Regions from separate parts of the Mus musculus genome. Here region 2 is linked to region 1. The links are chromatin contacts, called in public ChIA-PET maps. All regions are on one chromosome and are shown on one strand. The core of a region is the stretch at or near the end of the contact, and the rest is flanking DNA. Distances in the headings are between cores, read along the strand shown.

What was found. ChIA-PET counts read pairs in DNA pulled down with a chosen protein or histone mark.
Region 2: an RNA polymerase II ChIA-PET map of memory CD8 T cells shows a contact between it and region 1, with 12 read pairs. The contact joins two enhancer-like sites. A contact is called at or near these places in 4 of 115 datasets of contacts at active chromatin or transcription factors (astrocytes, embryonic stem cells, memory CD8 T cells and 1 more).

The regions. Positions count from the first base shown.
Region 1 is chr11:79,656,162-79,663,256 of GRCm38.p6, reverse strand. All of the region lies in intron 3 of Rab11fip4 (RAB11 family interacting protein 4 (class II)), which reads right to left. Among named protein-coding and RNA genes, the nearest start is that of Gm30718, 13 kb to the right of the region's middle. Within about 2 kb of position 2,751, at least 205 of the 459 cell types and tissues checked have an H3K27ac peak or open chromatin away from gene starts, as enhancers often do. A contact at or near this core is called in memory CD8 T cells, where this site is marked.
Region 2 is chr11:80,063,246-80,070,340 of GRCm38.p6, reverse strand. Crlf3 (cytokine receptor-like factor 3) reads left to right here. Exons shown (of 8, transcript NM_018776.2): 2 at 5,942-6,149. Among named protein-coding and RNA genes, the nearest start is that of Crlf3, 14 kb to the left of the region's middle. Within about 2 kb of position 2,645, at least 89 of the 459 cell types and tissues checked have an H3K27ac peak or open chromatin away from gene starts, as enhancers often do. A contact at or near this core is called in memory CD8 T cells, where this site is marked.

The DNA of each region.
Region 1 (7,095 bases), core at 1,502-4,001:
CAAAAGCACAAAGCCCTGAAATGCCACCTGACAGAGGAGGAGACAAGGTGCCATCCAGGAAAGAAGATCACAGTGACCGGTGAAACACCAGGCAGGCATGCCAAACCATACGCCCAGCTGGTTGAAGCAGGATCCCCATGATTCTAGCAATGACACCAGGATGGTCTTCCTCATGTCATGACCAGTGATTTGACACCATAAAGAACTAGTTACTAAGCCGTGAGCTAGCAGAACTGACCCAGAGAAAACAGAGCGACACCCCAGGGTCCTGTGTACCTGGTGAGGCCTGGGCTCGAGACCCCACTAATGCCAGATGGTGAGACAGACAATGAATCTTCCTACTTAAAACACAAGCTCTGTGCCGGGAGACAGCATAGGTCAGAGGGTGGATCGGAACTTTCTGCATAGGCTATTCCAACCCTAGAAATGCCTGCCTGTCTGCAATCTCACAGGAAACCTCCCCCGTTCCAGTTCCTCCTGACCCTCACCTAAAATAAATGTACAGAAGTAATATCCTAAGGTCCCTCAAGACAAGATTCACTGTGGAGGAACCATAGGCACAACAGGCTACCGAGAAGAACTTCCAGCCCCCTAAAACAAGGCACCTAGCTATCACCACCAGGAAAGTTAAGTGAGCTGTGACAGCCCCAGAGAAAAGGCCTCCCAGGACAGCAAGAGGCTGGAAGGGGCCAACTTGCTTTAGGCCTGGCACAGACAGAAGGGGACCCCCTCCTGCCCCCATGCTGTTGCCCTGTGGAGCCCCAGAAAGGACAGCTCAAACCACTCAAGTCCTCCTAACTTCAGCCTTTCTTCCTTCCCCTGGCTAAAGCCCTGACCAAGGACAGGCTCCAGGCAGTCTGTCCCATAAGATCTCCCTCGGGGCAAAGGTCAGACGGTCCAGCTTGCTTACCTGGCCTGGCCAGTAAACCATCCCTGCCCCACAGCCCAGTCTTATCTCTCTAAACTTTGACTTGTCATTTACTCCGATCCCCACACCTAAATCCCAGAATCTGAAGGTCCGAAGTGGTTTCCACCAGGCAGCACAGCCAGCAAGCTGTGCTGCCTTCAGGCTCCAGCCACACATTCTTCACCAGCTTACCCCACATCTATAGGCCACTGACCTCAAAGAACCAACATGAACTGGCCCAGGCATTCAAGGTAGCTGGGTGGTGTCAGATTATACCCTGGAACTCAAGGTCCTCTGGAGGGCAAGGATGTGTCCCACATATAAAGTTCCCTGGGTATTTAACCCTGCCTCTGTGAGAGTCCGCTAAGCAGGTTAAAGTCTGGGTCAGTGCCACAATACCAGAAGCTGGGGCTGAACCGTGAGATCTCAGCTAGTGAAGGTGGGTGGAGGAGCTAGCAGTGGTCTTTTGCAGTCGTAAAACCCTCCCCACTGAGACTCCTTTCCCTAGCAATAACAGACACCATCTTTCACCAGGGAAGGGCCCTGGAAATTGCCCCAGGGAATGTGGGAACCCAAGCAATTATCACCTGCCTCTTGCTCTGGGAAGGGAGACAGAGGCTTGGAGAGCATCAGGAACCAGTGCAAAGTGGGGCCCAATCCAAAATGACTAGAGCAGCAAGCACGGAGGCAGGACCTCTGACCCCTCTGCTACTTTAGGGGGAGGGGGCAGGGGTGCTATAAATCAGCCAGTAGAAAACTGGTGAGTCCTTAAGAGTTCAGCAACGAATCATTTCTAGCTCTTTTGGGGAAAGCAAGACCAGAAGTGGGAGATGGAGAGGTGACGGAATGCTGTCTAGGGCTGTATTGGTACCACGTTTACAGAGGCTTCGATGCTAGGCCCTGGGAAACACTTGTCGCAACGGAGAAGCAACTATGTCAACAACTTACATTGAGGTGGACTGTGGGCTCTTACGGGACTCAAGGGCATAGGCTGGTGGCCTGCGCACACCTCCACCCATAGGAGCATCTTGCTGAGGGGAAGCAGGACCTGTCTCAAATCCCTACACTACTAGGCTGGTTCTGTCTTCTAACCCTTCAGATGCCCCGTGAGAGGGGAAAAGCAGGAAACTGGCTTCATGCAGCAGCCATCACCTATGGAAACAACTTCACCACTTACAGCTCCCTAGGGAAGCAGCCCAGCTAAGAGCAGGACACTGATGGGGGCTGACAAGCTCTCTTCCCATTTCCACCAGATTCCCCCTAAAACACTTCTGGAACAGCGCCACAGGGATCGCGGGCACCCTCCTCGGGCACCAAGTTGGTTCCGCTCACGCTCGCACCTGGGCGCTGGCCGAAGGCCCGGAGCAAGCAGAGGGGTCAGTGGTTTTGCGAAGGTACTCTGATCTCCCTGGCCAGCACAGGGAGGGTAGAGGCGAATCCACCAACTTCCCACTCCTGGTGCAAGCTAGGTGCGTCCCGCGGTCGCCGCTTACCTGGCATCCGGGAGCCGGCGGGGAGCGCATCCCCCGACCGGCTGCAGGTCGGGCCGCTGTAGATGAACAAGAAGCCAGCGGCTGGTCGAGTCGGGTCCGGCGGGGTACACGGGGACGAAGCCAGCACCGTGCTCAGAAAACAATCCGGGAGGCGCGCTGCTCCGCACCAGTTGAAGCCGCCGGTCCCGCCCCCGCCCGCACCCGTTGCCGGGAGACCCGCGTGGGCCGAAGGGGCTCTTTGTATCAAAGCTGCCGTGACATCACGAGGCGCCCAAGCTCCCCGGGCTCCGGCGGCCGGGCCTCGCACAGGGGGCGGGTCCTGAGGCTCGGAGGCCTGGGAACCCGAGCCGAGGGGGCGGGGCCCAGGTAGCCCCGCCCACCCAAGGTAAGGGGCAGGTGGCGGAGGCGGTGGCCGCCAATGGCCACACGGTCGGCGCCTCGGTGGGTGGAGCTTGTCTGAGCGTGCAGTTTACTGCCAGCAGGTCAAACACTAGAGTTTGGATGAAATTCTCCGGCCATCTCAATGCTATGTCCCTGTTTGATGTCCTCAAACTTAATATCTCAGTGCTGCGAGACTCCGGCAGCACTGTTCAGCTCAAACTCGCGAACTAAAAGCCTGCCCCAACCCACCACCAGCTGAAATCTGATTTGGAGTCCTACCCACTACTTTGTTTTCTTCACACCAAGCGAAAGCTATCCATAGCTAGCCCAGCACCAAGACACAAGTGGCAAGTATACAAGAAACAAGTACCAAGATAAGAACTAGAGAACTCAACAAAGAAAGATTTCCATCAGAAACACCGTCTCCCTCTCAGGCTTTCACACCATTCAGGATTTAAACATGGCCGAAATGTTTAGAATTCAAGCAAGACAGCAAACGCTAGGACCAGTTTCCCTTCATTTTGGTAGTGTTTTACATAACTCGGGAAAAGCCTGATTACCTTCCTGACTGGCCTCAAGCCACGTTCTCATGTTCTTCATACACTACACACTGACACAAATACTTGGGTATACTTAGAATGGGCAAGGTGGCTTCACATCACACACACACACAGACACACACACACACTCATATACACACATACTCACACTCATACAGACTCATACTCATACACATACATACTCACACACACACACACACACCTACCTCTGCTGCTCTCTAGCTCAGCATTTTTCAACCTTTGGGCTGCAACCCCTTTGGAGTTGGAAGACCCTTTCACGGTGGTCGCATTTCAGATATTTATATTACAATTCATAACAGTAGCAAAATTACAGTTATGAAGTAGCAATAAAAATAACGTTATGGTTGGGGGTCACCACAGCACGATGACCTGTATGTTAAAGGGTCACAATATCAAGAAGACTGAGAACCACTACTCTGGCCCTTTGCTCTCAACCTCTTTCTCACCCGCTGTGTGTGAGCAATAAATTTCCAACTACCTCTCTGCTTACCTGGTCAAAGCCCACTAGAGTTGCAGCTTTGCTTGGACAGCCTTAGCTAGAGGGGACCTCCACGTAAGGTCTGTGAGAGTGGTGAATCCCATCTTGTAAGGCCTTCTCTGAATTTATGTCTTGTAGTTTCTACACAACCTTTGGAACTGCGTACAGATGCCATAGACAGTTTCTCACACTGTCTCGGTCCAGTCTCCATCCTAGCTAGTCAGGGTCAATGAACCATATCTCGGCTTTGGAGGACAGCAGAGCTGGGTTTGAGTCCAGCTCCTTGACCTGGGAGTTTCCATAAGCTTCCTGAGACTCAGTCTGTAAGACGAGAACGCTACAGGCCATCTCCTGGGTTGCTGTGTGCCCTCTCATTGTGAGCACATCTGAATGCTGAGCCCCAGGCAAAGGTGAGAGAGACTCTTGGGTGCTTGGCTCTGAGGCCTGAACTCCGTGGTCTCCAGTGGTTTTGGCATGGTTAAATCCAGGTGATCTATCTTGTTTTCTCCTCATCGGTTCCAAGGCCCATAATGTGAACTAGTCCAGGAAGCAGGACTTGAGGTAGTCATGACTTCCGGGTATCTGCAGTCATTTAACCAGTGGGACAAGTGAGACCTGGTAACACCCTCCCCACCCCCAGCTCACACTAAGCCGGGAAACCCAGGCTTTTAAAACACACTAGTCTTCGTAAGCACTTTTTTTCTGATTCCCCCGTCCCCTCGGATGACATGTTTAAGAACTCCATAGAGTGGGTGGTGTCAGTGGGGCCCTTTTGACTTTTCTCACAGGAAGTGGGTTAGGGTTAGGTTATTATCCTAAAAGCCAAATTGAACTGGATATGGTAGTTTATGGCAGTAACCCTAACAGAGTCAGAGGCCGGGGGATTGCTATGAGTTTCAGGACAGTCTGTGCTACAAACTGAGACCTTTTTCTCAACAAAAATAACCAAAAGGCAAAGCGATAGTTGTGCGCAGACGCACTGCACATCACTGCTGCCTCTGTTTGCCACCAGGAAGTTGCCCAATGTGCTGAGGCTTCAGTTTCTTCCTCTATAAAATAGAAATAAGACGCTTCCTCTTTCAGGTGTGGGGTGTGGGTGGGACAGTGAGGTACCTGTGCAGGCCAGTGCCTGTCACACCATAGCATCCCTGCAAGGGATCCCTTAACCCCAGCACTCGCCAGCTCTCTAACTCAGTGTAGGCCCCAGAGCCAAGGCCATGGCAAAAAGACCCTGCAATTCATCTACTCAGTCGAGAGAACAGTGATTGGCTTTTTAGGTTTTAGAGGTAACAGTGATGGGCATCTTAGGTTAGACCCCTGATTTACAAAGAATTTTTTTTTTCCAAGACAGGGTTTCTCTGTGTAGCCCTGGCTGTCCTAGAAAACAATCTGTAGACCAGGCTGGTTTTGAACGCAGATATCCACCTGCCTCTGCCTCCATAGTGCTGAGATTAAAGGCATGCACCACCACCACCTGGCAATCTTGATCGTTGGGAATTAAATTAAATTGTGGAAACATTTTTAAACGTTGGGAAGAGGCCGGGCAGTGGTGGTGCACGCCTTTAACCCCAGCACTTGGGAGGCAGAGGCAGTCGGATTTCTGAGTTCGAGGACAACCAGGGGAATACAGAGAAACCCTGTCTCGAAAAACCAAAAAATAAAAAGATTTTTAAAATGTTGGGAAGAAATATATATACATACATACACACACACACACAAATATATATATACTTAGCACAGAATCTGAGAGAAAGCAGGCACTCAGAAAATAGAAGTCATTACTAAACTATATGAAGGGTTAATAACGAAAAGCTTCAGGCCGCCTGAGAAACTCCCTGCAGAAAGATTGAGCCTCTCCCTGGGCAGTTAGGAGAGGGAGGCTCTGGACTAGGACTCAACATGCCAGGAGAACTCCTGGTACCTCTGCCAACATTTGCAACCTTGGGAAAGCAGAAAGTAGGTCTACGGACAAGAATCTTCCCACTCCAGAATTTTTTTTTTTCCCTATAAAACCCAAGCCCCTTACACTCTTGTGCATAGTCTCCATTCCACTCCCTGATTGTTCTGATTAAAGAACAATTCTGCTCCTGTAGAGAGGTTCTTCACCTCTGCTGAGCCCTATCTATCTACACTGTGGATACAATGTTTTCATGGCGAAGGGTCAAGTGGAGAGCAGAGAGGAACTGAAAGCCTTGGGGAGGAATCTTTCCCCAAACTTCCAGGAGAGGCCTGCCACCTGCCAGCGGGGTTCAGAGGAGATGTTGAGGTGGAGGGGCTGACTGGCGAGTGGCTTTAAGGACTGAACAACATGTGGGGACCCGAGAGTTAAGGGCAAATCTCTGTGCCCCTGGTTCAGATGGGGGTTAAGGCTGTGGAGCTCTGTGAAAGTCCATCACTTGGACGGTAGAGGCAGTAGGATAAAGAGTTCAAGGCCACTTTCAGCTAGACAGTGAGTGTAAAGCCAGCTGGGGCCACCCTGTACCCTAACTCAAAAAACAAACATAAAGAAAACTATAGCAAAACAACTCACAACAACAAAATACCTAAAATGTATGGAGCCAAGTGCCCCAATTCTTGGAAGATGGAGGCAGAGCCTCAGCTACAAAGTCTGAGACTAGCCTATGTGCTACATGATACCATCTCAAAACAGCAATAAAGCTTGGTATAGTGGCACACGCCTTTGATCCCAGCACTCTTGAGGCAGAGGCTTGGGGTCTCTGGGAGTTCAAGGCTAGTCTGGTTTATGCAGGAATTCTAGGCCAGCCATGAGACTGTCTCAAATGAAGGTTGAAAGAGTTAGTAGAAAAGAGCTGGGTATGTGGTACCACTGGAGACATCTTGTCTAGCAGGCCCAAAGCCCCTGGGTTTAATACCCAGCACTGTACAAAGAAAGCACCCAAGAATGAGTTAGCAGGAAATATAGCTCTGCCCTTGCCCTTGAGGCTGGGGACATCAGGTGTCTCTAGTTAGCATTCCTTAGTCTCTTAGGTGTGGGTGTGTTTTACACATTGTGACATCAAACGGTATGTAGGTAGGAAACTGGATAAACAGTTCATGTACTCTCTGTTCCCTTATATGCGAGGGAGAACTGATGCTCAGAGATAACCAAGACTAGTCTCAAAACCACACAGCGTTTGTCTATTAAGCAGGCCCTGATGCTACCTGCCAGTGGAGCCCGGTCTTCCTGCTCTGTTGGATGGAAGATGGGCAGAGGCGGCGAGTGGCAGGGAGTTAGTCGCTGTTTTTACCTTGTTA
Region 2 (7,095 bases), core at 1,396-3,895, 410 kb before region 1:
TCCCGCCCCAGGCTCTTGAATGCTGTGCTTGTGAGTGATATGCCACCATGTCCAGAGAATGAGTTCTTTAAGGTCAAGATCATGACATATTTATTGTTTTGTTTTGGGGTGATTTTAATTAATTAATTAGCTTTTATGTGCATTGTGTTTTGCCTGCATTTTTGTCTATGTGACGGTATCAGATCCCCTGAAACTGGGGTTACAGACAGGTATGCTCACACAGCTGCCATGTGGTTGCTGGGCATTAAATCTGGGTCCTTTGGAAGAGCAGCCAGTGCTCTTAACCACTGAGCCAGCTCTCCAGCCCCGCCTTAATCGTTTTTACAATCCAGATTCCTGGCACATAATCAACTCAGTAAACATGTAAATGAAAGCCTTTGTGAATGTGTGGGTGTAGTTTTGCAGAGATTCTTCTTAGATTGTAATCTTGATGATGTGCATTTTCTTCATTAATGCAGTTAATCTAGAGTTAATCATCTGTCTCACCATGCTGTTTGATTATCTCCTGCTGTATAATAAACTGCAAAAGTTCAGCAGGTTAGAAGCTGTTAGTTCTTTGGTGCAGCACATTCATAATCTTATCACTAAAGCTGAGGAGGGAGGATTCCTGGGAGTATAAGGGTAGCCTGGGCTACATAATGAGTTCCAGGCCAAGGCTACTTAGTGAGACACTGTCTAATCACACCTGACTCTGCCTCCTGAGTGCTAGGATTAAAGGTGTGGTCTTTTTTTTTTTTTTTTTTAAAGGTTTTATTTATTTATTATATGTAAGTACACTGTAGCTGTCTTTAGATCTCGTTACGGATGGTTGTGAGCCACCATGTGGTTGCTGGGATTTGAACTCTGGACCTTCGGAAGAGCAGTCGGGTGCTCTAACCCACTGAGCCATCTCACCAGCCCTAAAGGTGTGGTCTTAATTAAGGTTTAAATACATTTTATAGGGGCTGGGGAGATGGCTCAGGGGTTAAGAGTATTGGCTGTTCTTCCAGAGGTCCTGAGTTCAATTCCCAGCAACCACATGGTGGCTCACAACCATCTGTAATGGGATCTGACGTCCTCTTCTGATGTGTCTGAAGACAGCTACAGTGTACTCAGATACATAAAATAAATAAATAAATCTCTTTTTTTGTTTGTTTGTTTTTTGCTTTTTTGAGACAGGGTTTCTCTGTGTAGCCCTGGCTGTCCTGGAACTCACTCTGTAGACCAGGCTGGCCTCGAACTCAGAAATCCACCTGCCTCTGTCTCCCAAGTGCTGGGATTAAAGGCATGGGCCACCACTGCCCGGCGATAAATCAATCTTTAAAAAATACATTGTATGATCTTTTTAAATGACTTATTTATTTTATGTGCATTGGTGTTTTGCCTGCATGTATAGCTGTGTGAAGGTGTCAGATACTCAGCAGCTGGAGTTATAGCCTTGTGAGCTACCATGTAGATGCTGGGAATTAAGCCTGGGTCCACTGGAAGACCAGCCAGTGTTCTTAACTGCTGAGCAATCTCTCCAGCCCCAACTTTATGACCTTTTGATAACTAAACTCTGAGGAAAGTAGTTCAGTTGTGTGTTGTCTTGTATCAATGGATAGTATTTTGTGAGCTCATCATCCTGTTACCTTCAAAAGGTTAAACAGTGAGCTTAAATAATCTTGTCACTTTTAATAATCTTGCAAGGATGGCCGGTGACAGCAAACTTTTAATCCAGCACTGAGGAGGCAGAGGCAGGCAGATAAATCTCTGTGAGCTCCGGGACAGCTAGGGCTAGAGAGAGAGAGAGAAAGAGAAAGAGAGAAAGGAAGAGAAGAGAAGAGAAAAGAAAAGTTTTAATGATCTTGTCACACTGGAGGTTTCAGTAGGAGTTCAGAATATGACTGACGAATATAAACTGTATAAATTACAGTTTCCTCCTGGAGTCCTTAAGTTGCCTGCCATTTATACTTTCTCTCTCTCTTGGCTGGCCTAGAACTATCGGCATTGTTTCCTAGTATAGCACTGGCTAGTCTGGAACTTATTCAATAGATCTCTGGCTCTTGCCTCTACGTTTGAGTGTTTGGATTACAGAAGTGTGCCATCTTGCTTGGAACTTGTTAAAATCACATCTGTAAGTCAAAATCACCTCGGTAGCAAGAACATGGCTCCTGGACTCAGATGTGGGGCACAGGGAAGTCTTGAGTTTTTTTCCCTCCATTGTAGACTGTGCAGGTATGATGCTGTAGTCAGATAAGAGGAAACACATTAGCCTACCTCAAACTGGGAGACTCATCAGTGAACTGTTTTCATAAAGCCAAAAAACTTGATACTTGATTACTATGGTTAGATTAATGTTGACTGAGCTTTAAACTGTGAGCTATTTTTTGGAAGAAGAAAATGATCTAAGGGAAAACCAAGGAGGTTTGAAAAGGCAGTGGTTGGTGTTCTGTGAACAACAGACACCACATGCATGCCCGGCGAGCGCCTGGGGGGCAGGTTTGGAAGTGGAGGCTTCCCTCCACAGTCCTCACTAATGTTGACATATTTCCTCTTTCCCTAAGGTTGTCAGACAAAACCAACAAAATAACACGGGCTTGCAATTTCTGAGGGAGCTTCTGAATTCTTTCTAAAGAGGAAATTGACTTTACCTAACCAGGGCACTTCCTGCATATGCTGTATCCGTTAAAGAGCCAGGCAGGGCCTTGCTGGTTCAGTGCTCAAGTGCAGAGTTTCCTCTTAGAGGAAGGTCTGAAATGTGGCACAGTGGACTTTATTCTACCTATATTGCATTTATAAATCAACCATGGTCTTAAAAAATTCAGGTTCTGGGGCTGGGCCTGAGATGTAGCTCAGTTGGGAGAGTATTTGCCCACTATGCTTGAAGCTGGACATGGGGGGACCTACCTGTAGTTTGGAGGGGTGAAAGAAGAAAGATCAGAAGTTCAGGATCCTCTTGAACTACAATGAGATTGAGGCTTGGTATCCATGAGATATTGACTTTCAAAATAACAAACAAATGCATCAGGTCTAGAGCCTGACACTGTGCATTGCTAACAATATAAAAGTCATAAGACTTTCTTTCTGTAGTTTTTTAGTTTATTTTTTGGTTTTTCGAGATAGGGTTTCTCTGTGTAACCTATTCTGGAATTAGCTCTGTAAACCGGGCTGGCCTTGAACTCAGAGATCCACCTACCTCTGCTTCCAAAGTGCTGGATTAAGGGCTTGTGCTGACACACACACACACACACACATACACACACGTATATGTATATATTATTCATTTTTGGTAGGTGTATGTGTGTGTATGTGTGTGTGTGTGTGTGTGTGTGTACACATGTTAATATTCCAGTCAAGAGAAAGCTGGCAAGAGGATTAAGAGTTAGAATAGTATATAATAGATCATAAAACTACTATTGTTTGTAAAACAAAATGATGGCTTTGGGAGCTCTTTTTTTGGTTTTGGTTTTGGTTTTTTTGGTTTTTGAGACAGGGTTTCTCTTTATAGCCCTGGCTGTCCTGGAACTCATTTTGTAGACCAGGCTGGCCTCGAACTCAGAAATCTGCCTGCCTCTGCCTCCCAAGTGCTCGGATTAAAGGTATGCACCTTTACTGCTGGAGATTGAATCTAGATGCTTACACTCCTGAGTCATATCCCAGGTCGTGTGTTTGAACTGTCCCACTTATAGTTAGTATTTGAGAGGAAATGGACTGTGTTTTATCCATTACATTTTTTTAAAAAGATTTATTTATTTATTATATCTAAGTACAATGTAGCTGTCCTCAGACACTCCAGAAGAGGGCGCCAGATCTCATTATGGGTGGTTGTGAGCCACCATGTGGTTGCTGGGATTTGAACTCAGGACCTTCAGGAGAGCAATCAGTGCTCTTAACCGCTGAGCCATCTCTCCAGCCCCTATCCATTACATTTTTGTTGTTGTTGTTTTGTTTTGTTTTGAAGACGGGGTTTCTCTGTATAGCCCTGGCTGTCCTGGAACTCACTTTGTAGACCAGGCTGGCCTCGAACTCAGAAATCCACCTGCCTCTGCCTCCCAAGTGCTGGGATTAAAGGCGTGCGCCACCATGCCCAGCCCATTACATTTTATTAAACATCTGGTGACTACAAACAGCTTATTTGCTTTCAGAATATATGTGAGATGCAAAGACTTTTCTGTTATAACTCCTAGCACAAAGATTTTTAAACTTGGCTCTGTGGACCGAGGACAGTGCATCTAAAATGTGGGCAGACTCACCAATGTGCCTGTGACAAGTGAGAGTTCTGAGCGTATGTCCCTCCTACTCCTCCTAAGCTGTGTTCAGTTGGTCTCAACCCTGTAGTCTGAGTTAGCAGGGAGCACACAGAATCCCTTTGCAAAGAACATTTCATAATCACAACTCGATCCAGTTATCGGCCAGCTTGTCCCACCAATCACCGAGGTTTGTGATTAGTGAGAGATTGTATTCACCAAAATGAAATGAACAGTGATCTAGGAAGACATCTGTGCCCCTGCGCGTATGCGTGCGTGCACGTACACAGACAGACAGACAGACAGACAGACACAAAAGTAAAGCAGATTTAAAAAAAATGACAGCAGCAGCAACAAAGCTGATTATGGTGACACATGCTTGTCATCAAGAGGCTACATGAAACAAGCAAACACGAGGGAAGGATTACATGATCTCATTTCTGTAGAATCTGAAAAGGATTCATAGGAGCATGCAGTAGAATACTGGTCAGCAGGAACAAGGTGGGGAGAAATAGTGATACGTGGTACCACGGTGCAGGGTTTCTGTGATAGGATGAACATATTCTGGAGCATTAATGTATAGGGCAGGGACTGTGCCCTGAACTATATTGTATTTTGCAAATTGCTAAGAGAGAGCTTCAGTGTTCTTACCACAGAAAGTAATCATTGGGTTGGCAAGATGGCTTGTTGGATAAAGGTACTTGCTCCAAGTCCCAAAACCTGAGTTCAGTCCTTGAGGCCCACATGGTGGAGCGGGAGCACTGACCCTCAAAAGTCTTCTACACACAGGTGAAGGCCCAGGTGCTGTGCACAGGAGCTCTGCACACACATTCCTTACAAATGCGTGCTCGCTTGCGCGCTCTCTCTCTCTCTCTCTCTCTCTCTCTCTCTCTCTCCATATAGTTTTAAAAGTTTTCTTTAACTACATCAAACCAGGTGTGGTGGCTCACATCTTTCATTTCAGCACTCTTGGATCTGAGTTTGAGGCCAGCTTGGTCTACAGAGTGAGTTCCAGAACAGTCAAAGCAATACAGGGAAACCTTGCCCCTCCCCCCCCCCCCAAAAAAAAAAAAGAAAAAATAAATAAAGTAACTATGTCAAAAGATGGATACATTGATTAGCTTGACAGAAGTATCAACTGCTCATATGTGTATCAAAACACAGTGTACCTTGAGTGTATATAACTCAATTAACAAAAAATTTCTTGTGAGAGCAAGTTTCAAATTTATGAGCGTTTAGCCTCAGCCTCCTGAGTGCTGGTATTACAGGCTTGTTCTCCCATGCTTAGCTACATTAAAATTTTCTGCTAAGCTGAGGTCAGAGGGTCACAGGATCAGAGCAAGCTCCAGGCCAGGCAGACCTATACTGAAGACCCTCTCATCCCCTACCCTTCTTTTTAAATGAGGGTGATCTGGGTTGATGATGCACCCTGTAATCCTAGCACTTAGAAGGTAAGAAGATTATAAACTTACTATGTAACGTAGGTTACGTGGTTAGATCTCGTCTTAATTAAGACAAGCCAAAGAAGGGAGCACTGTGGTTATATAATAACTCAGCAGTAGAATGCTTGCCTAGTGTGCATGAGGCCATAGGTTCAATCCCAGCACAACATACAATCTTTTTTTTAATGAGTGGAAGGTGGTGGTTGTGTGATACAATTAGGTAATTATGAATGATGCCTGTACGCTAACTTTGTGTAAAGATTCTGAACTTGAGTTTTATGTTCTTTTTAGATAAAGGAGAGTGCTTCACAGACAAGAGATGTCCTCAAACAGCATTTTAGTGATTTAAAAGGAACCCTTGGGAAGCTATTGGATGAGCGATTGGTGACCCTTTTGCAAGAGGTGGACACCATTGAACAGGAGACCATCAAACCACTAGATGACTGCCAGAAACTCATAGAGCATGGGGTCAACACTGCAGATGACCTGGTCCGAGAAGGTGGGACGAAGGGAACCTGTTAAATCCTTACACTCCGATGGATGCCTGGGTGATTTCGTAGGATACTAGCAGATTTCTTACCATCTGAAGAGTCCCTGGGATGTTTTTGCCTTGAAATAGTTTATAATACAGGACCATAGATAAGCTATGAGGAACCCTGTATAATCAAAGTATTGATTAGAATCATTTATAACACTAAGAGTGATTGTTCCAGACGGTGCTATGATTATGGTATCTGATACACAATTAGATTGTGAGGCACATACTTGTTTGTCCTAGCACTTAATGCTTGAGGTTTTTTATAATTCAGAAATGTTAGTTCTAAACTTCTGTCTTATGTATCCCAGAGATATAGCTCTCAGGGCAGCAGGCTTGGTGGCAAATGCTTTACCTGCTGAGCTGTCTTACTGGCTCATGCATTACATTTTCAATCCCTTATTTAGCAGGTAGTCTCAAATTTGCTTTCACAGCTTTTGTGTATTACTGTTTTGTATTTTAAAAAAAAAAAAGATTTATTTACTTTATTTATGAGAGTATCCTGTCACTGTCTTCACACACACCAGAAGGTCCCATTACGGATGGTTGTGAGCCACCATGTGGTTTCTGAGAATTGAACCCAGGACCTCTGGAAGGGCAGTCAGTGCTCTTAACCACTGAGCCATCTCTCTAGCCCATACTGTTTTGTATTTTTAAGACTGGGTCTCCTATTAATGTGCAGACAGTCATCAATTAATTCTCAGCAGTCCATTTGACTAAACAGCATGAGCACTGGGCTTATTGCCATGAGCCATCGCACCCAACTTCAGATTTAATTCTTTTATTCCAGTATTTAGGCAGGTTTTGTTGTTGTTAAGATATGTATAGGTCTTAGTGTGATCACCATCTTCCTTCCTTGGTGTTGACAAGTGCCTTCCATGGTGGCACTTGTTAGGTATTTTCTTTTTTT